Linked DNA regions of Mus musculus: all the other regions are linked to region 2. Evidence: chromatin contacts called from public HiChIP or PLAC-seq data. All regions are on one chromosome and are shown on one strand. The core of a region is the stretch at or near the end of the contact, and the rest is flanking DNA. Distances in the headings are between cores, read along the strand shown.

Region 1 (3,230 bases), core at 729-3,228, 680 kb before region 2:
ATAATCATAGGGTTCCTTTTGTGTGACTCGAGGGATCCTCCAAGGTCCTCAAAGCCTTCTTAATCTGTTCTGAATAGTGCAGAGTTGCCAATGCTTCGATGGCATGTCCACTTGGGTCAAGGGCGGTCATCTGTGTCTATCTTGCCTCTCCTCATGTTCTCATGTTGTGTTATGTACCATGCCATGCAGTCAGTCAGAAAACAACTGTTGCATAGTCCAGAAGTGAGGAAGAAAAAGTGTGAGGTACTCAAAAACTAAGCAGTTCTTTTCCTAAACTATTCTGTCACTGTGAGAGTCTTTTTTTTTTTTTTTCTTCCCTCTTGAGACAGTAGAAGGAACTTATTTCTTGATCAGGCCACATATGGAGGGCTTTAGATAAATTATTAAATTGGTTGACTTGCTTATCAGTTACTTTTTTTGTAGTAGGACACACCAATAAAAACCAACTAAGATGGGGAAGAGGTTTATTTTAGCTTGCCGTTTCTGAGGGGGCATAGACCATCATGGCGAGGAAGGCATGGCAGTCAACAACTGGAGTGCTCACATTTCCTCTGCACATAGGAAGGGGAGGGAATGGGGAAGGCAGCCTAGAAGGCATCAAAGCCCATCTTGAGTAAAATACTTTCTCCAGCAAGACTCCACCCCCTAAAGGATTCCCAGCCTTCCCAAGCAACTCCACCAACTGGGAACTAAATGTTCAAATACAGGGACATCCCTATGGGGGGGGGGTGTGTGTCTCACATCTTTGTATGAATACATGCATTCTATATATTTATTCTGGTGCACGTGACTGGTCCTCACTTCTTAATGTGAGCGACATTTCTTAACATACAGCGACAGAGCATGGTCAGGTTTCCTGTCCTCCCTGATAGGCGAGGTAACATTCATTGAAGGTGGAATGGCTTCTTCGAATAGGATGTTCATCGTCTACAGAGACACAGAACATGTGCACAATGATGGGAAGGCATGGGTTCACCCAGCCATGAAGAGAAAGTGAAATACAAGCTTGTCACACATGGCTGATTATCCCATAGGATTCCAAAGGAATGAGTCTTAACAGAAGACAGTGAAGGTGTGGACAGGGGACCAAGTGATGGCCCATGTCAAGAATGCAATTTGTGCCTCAGGGTCCTTGATGGTAAGACCTCATTTGTTCCCCCTCTTCTCCATAGCCGAAAAATGTTGAGTCCAAGATGAAAGCAGAAGACAGATTACAGCAAAGCATCCCTGTGATCCCCGCTTCTCCTCCGTTCACTTTGAATCCAAATTGTTAGGGTTCAAAGCCCGGTGCCAGCAGGTCAGGCATGATTTTCAGGATCTTTAAACTTTCAGTCTGAGTCATTTAATGCTTCAAGGCTTTTTTTCTCCCCCTCCCCTCGACAGTATTTGCCTTTTCATTCTGATTCAACACCTTTAGAAGATACACACCAGCAAGAATGGCTTTACTGATTGACCCGGGAGAGGAGAGGGATGGTAGGCAAACAGGGATGAAAGAGAAAGCCCTGTCACTCGCAGCCCAGTGAAGTGAATGTGAAGAGAAGTTGTGTTCCCCCTAGGCTGGAGCCAGGAGAAGGTGAAGACAGAATGCCACATCCATCTTCTCTTATCTGCTGTACTCAGCTCCTCTTGATTAGCTCATAAGCTGAGAAACGGTTGCTGGAAACCGAGCAGTATGAAATGGTACTTAGAGAGCTCCTAGCAAGCCACACAGTGACTTTTGTGTTATGTCAAGCAGCTTCTAGAGCCTGGGACCTGTGTTTAAGTGGTCATGGATTCTGCTTCCCGATGAATGTGCCGTTTCATTTTCCAAGGGAGACTGAATAACATTCTTCATTAGGAGTCTATATTTCAGGCCTGGTATTGAATAATTACAGGGCCGCTGAAAGCTTCCAAGAAGAGTTTACCCTCCACTACACAGCTTGGCTGGCGCTCCCATTTCAGCTACTTTAAGCTCTTGTAAACAGCGTTCATTTTCCATTACAAGTTAGGAAATGTGACTGTGTGCAACAGTGCTGGGTCCCTGGAGAGCGTCTGCTCAGGAGGCCCGTTTCCTCGCATCTCATTTGCCTTTGTGACTCTTGATGGTGAGGTTGAATAATCTCTGAAGCTCCCGTCTTCCCATCCCATTCTGTTCCACTAACTTATAAAGCAGTGACCTGCCTGAGGACTGCTGGATCAAGCAGATGTTTCCTGAGCAAAGACAGTATGCATTTCCCCTCGTACATCATCTTGGGTGGGGGTGGGGGGTGGAGGCTGGCACTGCTTTCTCGGCTCTGACGTCATTGGGCGAGGTGGCCTGGGGGAGAATTTCAAAGCAGAGCAGCTTGGCCAGGGAATAGTTCAGCTGGCAGCTGAATTCAGGGATTAACTGACCCAGATAACAGGGAGAAGAAATCAACAACTTATTGTGTTCCTTCTCCCCCACGGAAGTCAACAAGCCCCCCCCCCCACAACTTCCCAAAAGCACACAGTCTCTGGGAGACCTCCACTGTCCCTTCCCCACTGCACTGTGCACAGCCAGAATCGTATCAACCATTTGGCTGCCTGTCCTTACACCTTGATTTCCCTGACCTTTGTTTGAGGTTGAAGTGGGACTCAACCAACTACAGTGAGTAGTGGTGACAAGAGTAAGTAGATCTGGGGCTGTAGCTACATAGGCAGGCAGAGCGCTTGCGGAATGTATAAGAAGTCCTGAGCTTGAGCCCCAGAAGCACATACATTTAGCATTGGTGGCGCATGGCTGCAATCCCAGCCCTCAGGAAGCTGAGACAAGAGGATCAGAAGATCAAGAGGTCACATGAGGCCCTGTCTCGAAAACAAAAGCCAAACAAAAGATTAGCTAATTCTCCTTTCCCTAAACAGCATACAGGCACCCACTTCCAACTTCTCCGAGAAATGAGTGACTTGGCATCATCTTCTTACAGATCATTGGCTTAAGGATTTTAAAATTCTGTTCTCTCTCTCTCTCTCTCTCTCTCTCTCTCTGTGTGTGTGTGTGTGTGTGTGTGTGTGTGTGTGTGTTTGTGGAGAGGTGCTGTGAAGGACAATTGACATTGATTTTCCGAGTTTCCTCATAGAATGCTATTAAGATAAAAAAACAAGCAGACATAGAGCAGTAGCCACCTCCATAACTTCATAAAGGAAATAGTTATGGAGCTAGAGATACAATGATTAAAAGGATTTGCTGCTCTTGTAGTGGATATGAGTTCAGTTCTGAGCACCCACATTGG
Region 2 (2,839 bases), core at 290-2,789:
CCCTTTGCTGGGCTGAATTTGGATTAGTGACCTAACTCAGTTGTTAGAACTATAAGATGGTTGGGGGGGGGGGGGAACTTAGGTCACTAATCCAAAAACTAAAGTTTAGAGTGCCACCCAAGCGACTTACCCAAGGTCTACATAGATGTGCCAGAGTGGACAGCATCCAGAACTAGGGTACCTTATTTCTAGTATACATTTCCTTTTCTAGTCACCACTCTCTGCCCACTGAGGCTGTTTGCCCCAGCCAGATGATGCAAACCTGTGTACTTGTGAAATCGAAGTACCTTGGAGGAAAATCTCAGGATCTTTGTTTACACTAAGTCTGGAGATCTATGAGAAAGCATTCAAAAGCATAAAGTGCCTGTCAGTGTGTAAATATGGCACAGATGCGCACACACACACACACACACACACACCAGCCAGAACTAAATGCAGGGATCACAAAGGGCCAGCAGAGGGCGCGCCGCCCCCAGGGAGGTGAGAGCTAGTTGTACCAAGCAGCGAAGATTAGGAGAGCCACAGGCTAGGAGGATGTACCTCTATCTCCCCGCCACTCACCCGGTAGGACTAGGCGAAGGAGGAGGGTGAGAAGACCCCCGACTCCCCGCTTCGTGGATCTGAGGGGCAGAGAAGGGGTGCTACCTAGAAATTACATCACGCTGCGCAACGCTGCGGCTCTTGGTGTGTGTGTGTGTGTGTGTGTGTGTGTGTGTGTGTGTGTGTGTGTGTGTGTGTGTGTGTGTTGGGGGGAGGGGACTTACCCCAAGCCCGAGAGAGAGAGAGAGAGAGAGAGAGAGAGAGAGAGAGAGAGAGAGAGAGAGAGAGAGAGAGAGAGTGTAAAAAAGACACGCACCCGGGAAAATGCTCCATGCACATGGAGAAATTTCTTGCTAGGAACTGCACTGGAAACCGGGCCCCCGGCATCTCCCTGCTGCTCCCCTCCCGGTACAAATCACTCAGCTAGTGAGAGTCCCCCAGCCCCACCTCGACAACCCCACACCCCTCAACTCCAGCCCTGCACCCTCCAGCCTGGCTCCAGCGCCGCCACGAGCTTTCCCCGGGACTGGCCCTGGCGGGGCGCCTAGAGCCCCATTGCATTGCTCCAGGAGAAAGGAGGGGGGCGGTGCATTTTGTAGGAGGAGGAGAACCGGGGCGGGGGTTGGGGGGGGGAGAGAAAATTGCGCGGAGACCTGCCAAGCGCCACCGCCGCCGCCGCCACCGCCGCTGCCGCGCCGCCGCCGCCTGTGAGCTCCGGCGGGCAGCCTGACTGTCGGCTTCCCGGGGCATCTGGGTCCGGCGGGGCACAGTCCTGGGCGCTGCCGGAGCCGCCGCCGCCGCCGCCGCCGCGGCGACCAGTGCAGTCGCTTTCCCCCCGAGCCCGTGCGTCTCCGGCTCCTCGCGGGTGGAGGAGTTGGGGGTGGGGTTGTTGTTTGGGGGGAAGAAGGGGGAGGGGGCAACGCGGAGAGAGAGTCAGTGGTTTCCATGGTGATGGAGCTGAAAGTGCAGGAAATTTAAAGGCTTGGACCCTGCGAGACAGACAAACCGGTGCCAACGTGCGCGGACGCCGCCGCCGCCACCGCCGCCACCGCCGCTGGAGTCCGCCGGGCAGAGCCGGCTGCGCTGCCCGGAGCAGGCAGAGAGAAGTGGCCCAGGACCCGCTCTACCGGAGGCTCCGCACAGAGAAACAAGACGCCGAGCGACCGGAGGAGGAGGAGGGAAAAGGCTCGTCCACGCGCCCTGCGCCGCCGGCAGCCCGGGAGAACAGCGAGGAGCCGGCGCCCCCAGCGCCCCACGGTCGCGCTGGAGTAATCTCGGATGCCCGACCGCGGCCGCCTTCCCAAGTAGAGCGGCGGGGGGGAATTGCGACCAACTCGTGCGCGTCTTCTGCGCCGCGGCGGGAGCCGGCGCTGCGCGAACGGCTCTCCTCGCGGCTCATGCTGCCTGCCCTGCGCCTGCTCAGCCTCGGGTGAGCCACCTCCGGAGGGACCGGGGAGCACGGCAGCGCCGCGGACTCGGCGTGCTCTCCTCCGGGGACGCGGGACGAAGAGGCAGCCCCGGGGCGCGCGCGGGAGGCATGGAGCGCTGCCCCAGCCTGGGGGTCACCCTCTACGCCCTGGTGGTGGTCCTGGGGCTGCGGGCAGCACCAGCCGGCGGCCAGCACTATCTACACATCCGCCCAGCACCCAGCGACAACCTGCCCCTGGTGGACCTCATCGAACATCCAGACCCTATCTTTGACCCTAAGGAGAAGGATCTGAACGAGACGCTGCTGCGCTCGCTGCTCGGGGGCCACTACGACCCGGGCTTTATGGCTACTTCGCCCCCTGAGGACCGACCCGGAGGGGGCGGGGGACCGGCTGGAGGTGCCGAGGACCTGGCGGAGCTGGACCAGCTGCTGCGGCAGCGGCCGTCGGGGGCCATGCCGAGCGAGATCAAAGGGCTGGAGTTCTCCGAGGGCTTGGCCCAAGGCAAGAAACAGCGCCTGAGCAAGAAGCTGAGGAGGAAGTTACAGATGTGGCTGTGGTCACAGACCTTCTGCCCGGTGCTGTACGCGTGGAATGACCTAGGCAGCCGCTTTTGGCCACGCTACGTGAAGGTGGGCAGCTGCTTCAGCAAGCGCTCCTGCTCTGTGCCCGAGGGCATGGTGTGTAAGCCATCCAAGTCTGTGCACCTCACGGTGCTGCGGTGGCGCTGTCAGCGGCGCGGGGGTCAGCGCTGCGGCTGGATTCCCATCCAGTACCCCATCATTTCCGAGTGTAAGTGTTCCTGCTAGAACTCGGGGGGGCCCCCTGCCCGCGCCCAGACACTTGATGGATCCCCACCAACGCCCCCCCTA
Region 3 (2,824 bases), core at 250-2,749, 870 kb before region 2:
CTTCGATTTGGCAAAAGAAAAAGGCAAGTTAGCCCAAGGTCACGCCATCAGTTGACACCTTGTTGAGTGCATTATCTGTGTTAGTTCACATTATCTTTATGTTACTATAAGGTCTGTTATCATCCACTGTATGAGTGGAAGGGAATGTAGCTGTGGCATGTTGGCAGTTTGTTTGAAGCAACATGATTCATAATTGTTAGGGCTGTGGTTTTGAGGTGGCATGATAGACATCAATATAATAAGGATTATATATGAATAAAGGATTTGGCTAATGAAGAATACTGTGTGACTAGAAGCTTTGGTAGTCATGGGCAAGAATTTAATTGGCAGGATGTATTTTCTTAGGCACACAGCTACATCACAGTTCTTAGCATCCTCTGGAGCTGGGTGTGGCCCAGGATGCAGCCAAAGGATGTGATAGATGATGCCATTTTTGAGTTTATCTGTTCCTCTGACCTAGGATAGGCTCCATAGGAGGCTGGAGCCATTAGGTAGACAAAACATGGAATCCTGGTACCCATATGGAAGAAGAGTATTTTCTTGGTACTGCAATGTAAATGGAAAAAAAAATGATTGAAGGGGTCTGTTTGCTATTGCAATTTCGTTTACTAGGACATTGTACAGCAGTTAAGAGATCTGGAAGTCCGAGCAAGCCCACTCACCTAGTAGGGAAGCAAGTATTTGCTATGCAACATGAGAATCAGCTTCAAATATCTCCCAGCCATCAGTCAGCAGCCTCCATTTTGCATGTTTAGAGGACCGTGACAAGCGTTGGTTCCATCGTGACCCATGGTCTGTGCCACAGATATACTTTCAAGTCAAGTGATACAAACTGGATTAGCACTTCTTACACAAGGACATCAGGGGTCCTTGCTTCTGCCTGAAGTTTACAAATTCCTTCATCTAGGCATCGCAAGCTTTCTAAATGACCCACACCACAACCGATGTTTTATCTTTGAAAACAATGTGGAATTGGTGACTCCACAGAAGTGTGTGGCTAGCTTTTCTGGTGACTCAAACATAAAGTCTTCAAAACATATCTGGAGGATTTATATGATATTAAAATCTTTCAGATGATGAGCACACCCATATCTTTCTATTCAGAAGACAGATGGGAGAAAAATGCAGTTTGGGGCAGTTACTCCAGTGCTCCTGCTTCCCTCCTCCCCTCCCTCCCTCCCTCCCTCCCTCCCTCCCATGCTTTCTTTTCCTTTCTCCCCTGCTCTCTTATTCATGAATCCACTTTATTATCTGCAAATACTAAGGGCTGTATTTTATTATACATTTCTTGGCCTTCTAGCTGCACTATATTAAGCTCTGTGGACTCAGACTTGTGTGTTGTCCTATAAGCCCGTGTCCCTGGGCCCTGACTCTTTCCCTCTTTCTTATCCCAGGTCTTTCTTTTTCTCTTACTATCATTTAACACTTACTAGCTCCACACACACAGCGCTATTCTCCATGCAAACAGCCGCACTGTGCCATACTGGCCAGGAGAGGGCATCAGGAGACCACAAGCCAGGTAAACCTTAGCATTGTGGTCGGATTTTTCCTTCCCTTTGGGAGCAGGAAACCCGACGATAGACAATAACAGGTTCTGGATGGTAATGTATGTTCCTAGTTCCCCGATTCTTTATGCCAGCAATGACGTTTTGGGTAGCAATTGAAACAGTAAGTTGTCTTTTCTTGATATGACCTCCAGCCGATCGCAACCGGGTCCAATCTCCCCGCGCAGCTACTGTACTGGTCTTCCCTAGTGTTAGGCACTTGCTGGAATAAACTGTGCGGGGAATTTCCAAATCCTAAGAAACCGCCACACCACAAGCTCACTTCCGGACTCTTATCATCTGGCCTATCCTGAATACATCTAACCCATTTCAACGCAAGCTAGAAAAAGTATGAAAGCCCTTCAGTAAGATGTCCTCAAAAATCCCTCGCTGTACCCAAAACGCATCTTTCATATTTGTTCTTCAGGAGCTTTGCGGGTTTGAGTGGGCGTCAGGGTGCAACCTCTGCAGCCCGCTGCAGTCCTGCTGGGTACAGGCCAGTTATTTACCGTCTCCAAACAGGCCTTTTACTGTGAGAAAATCGTGAGAAGGAGGAAAAGGGGAAATCATTTGGGCCAATTATCTCTGGCCGCTGTGGAAAATCAGAGACTATAGCGGCCACAGCCAGAAACAATATTTTTCTCCTGGGGCAGATTCTCTGCTAGAGTCAGAGTCATCAACTCCTGCAAACATGGCCCGAGTAACCAAGCACTTTATAGTCAGCCAAGATACGGCAAGCCATAAATTTAGAAGCCCAGGACTGTCCAGGGAAGCAGGGACTTAGGTTTTTTAGTACATCTCACACTAATTGCATAAACAGAGGCTCAAAGGCTCCAGATCAGAAGCCTGTGGAATCTTGTTCTCTAGTCTAGGCCATTTTCTCCCTCATCTCCTACTGCCCACTGAAGGGATCTCTCTAGAGGGCTGCTATCTTTTTAAGATGATGCAAGGATACAACTGTAGATTTTTTTTTTAAGATTTATTTTATTTATATGAGCACATTGTAGCTGTTTTCAGACACACCAGAAGAGGGCATCAGATCTCTTTACAGATGGTTGTGAGCCACCGTGTGGTTGCTGGGAATTGAACTCAGGACCTTTGGAAGAGCAGTTGGTGCTCTTAACCACTAAGCCATCTCTCCAGCCACCCCCCTTCAAAAAAAACCCCAAAACAAACTGTAGATTTTAATCTGGATGTGTGTGTGTGTATGTGTTAGTGTACAAGAGGCAAATATGTTTTTTAGAAAGAAGGCTATGTGTGATCTTCTACCAAGAGAGGGC

What was found. HiChIP or PLAC-seq counts read pairs in DNA pulled down with a chosen protein or histone mark.
Region 1: a contact with region 2 is called in an H3K4me3 HiChIP or PLAC-seq map of stem cell-derived neural progenitor cells, with 4 times the contacts expected there. The contact joins the enhancer-like site here to the promoter of Nog in region 2. A contact is called at or near these places in 2 of 39 promoter capture datasets (hippocampal neurons and trophoblast stem cells), 1 of 15 datasets of contacts at CTCF or cohesin (embryonic stem cells) and 5 of 115 datasets of contacts at active chromatin or transcription factors (embryonic basal ganglia, embryonic forebrain, embryonic hindbrain and 2 more).
Region 3: an H3K4me3 HiChIP or PLAC-seq map of forebrain shows a contact between it and region 2, with 22 times the contacts expected there. The contact joins the enhancer-like site here to the promoter of Nog in region 2. A contact is called at or near these places in 1 of 39 promoter capture datasets (hippocampal neurons), 8 of 484 Hi-C or Micro-C datasets (cerebral cortex, cortical neurons, embryonic stem cells and 3 more), 8 of 115 datasets of contacts at active chromatin or transcription factors (astrocytes, embryonic forebrain, embryonic hindbrain and 5 more) and 1 of 9 other capture datasets (embryonic stem cells).

The regions. Positions count from the first base shown.
Region 1 is chr11:89,977,464-89,980,693 of GRCm38.p6, reverse strand. No RefSeq gene overlaps it. Among named protein-coding and RNA genes, the nearest start is that of Pctp, 24 kb to the left of the region's middle. Within about 2 kb of position 1,978, at least 77 of the 459 cell types and tissues checked have an H3K27ac peak or open chromatin away from gene starts, as enhancers often do. A contact at or near this core is called in forebrain and stem cell-derived neural progenitor cells, where this site is marked.
Region 2 is chr11:89,301,259-89,304,097 of GRCm38.p6, reverse strand. Nog (noggin) reads left to right here and starts at 1,539. Exons shown (of 1, transcript NM_008711.2): 1 at 1,539-2,839. The coding sequence starts at 2,078. The coding sequence ends at 2,776.
Region 3 is chr11:90,168,851-90,171,674 of GRCm38.p6, reverse strand. No RefSeq gene overlaps it. Among named protein-coding and RNA genes, the nearest start is that of Gm11494, 27 kb to the right of the region's middle. Within about 2 kb of position 1,499, at least 39 of the 459 cell types and tissues checked have an H3K27ac peak or open chromatin away from gene starts, as enhancers often do. A contact at or near this core is called in forebrain, hippocampal neurons, nephron progenitors and 1 more, where this site is marked.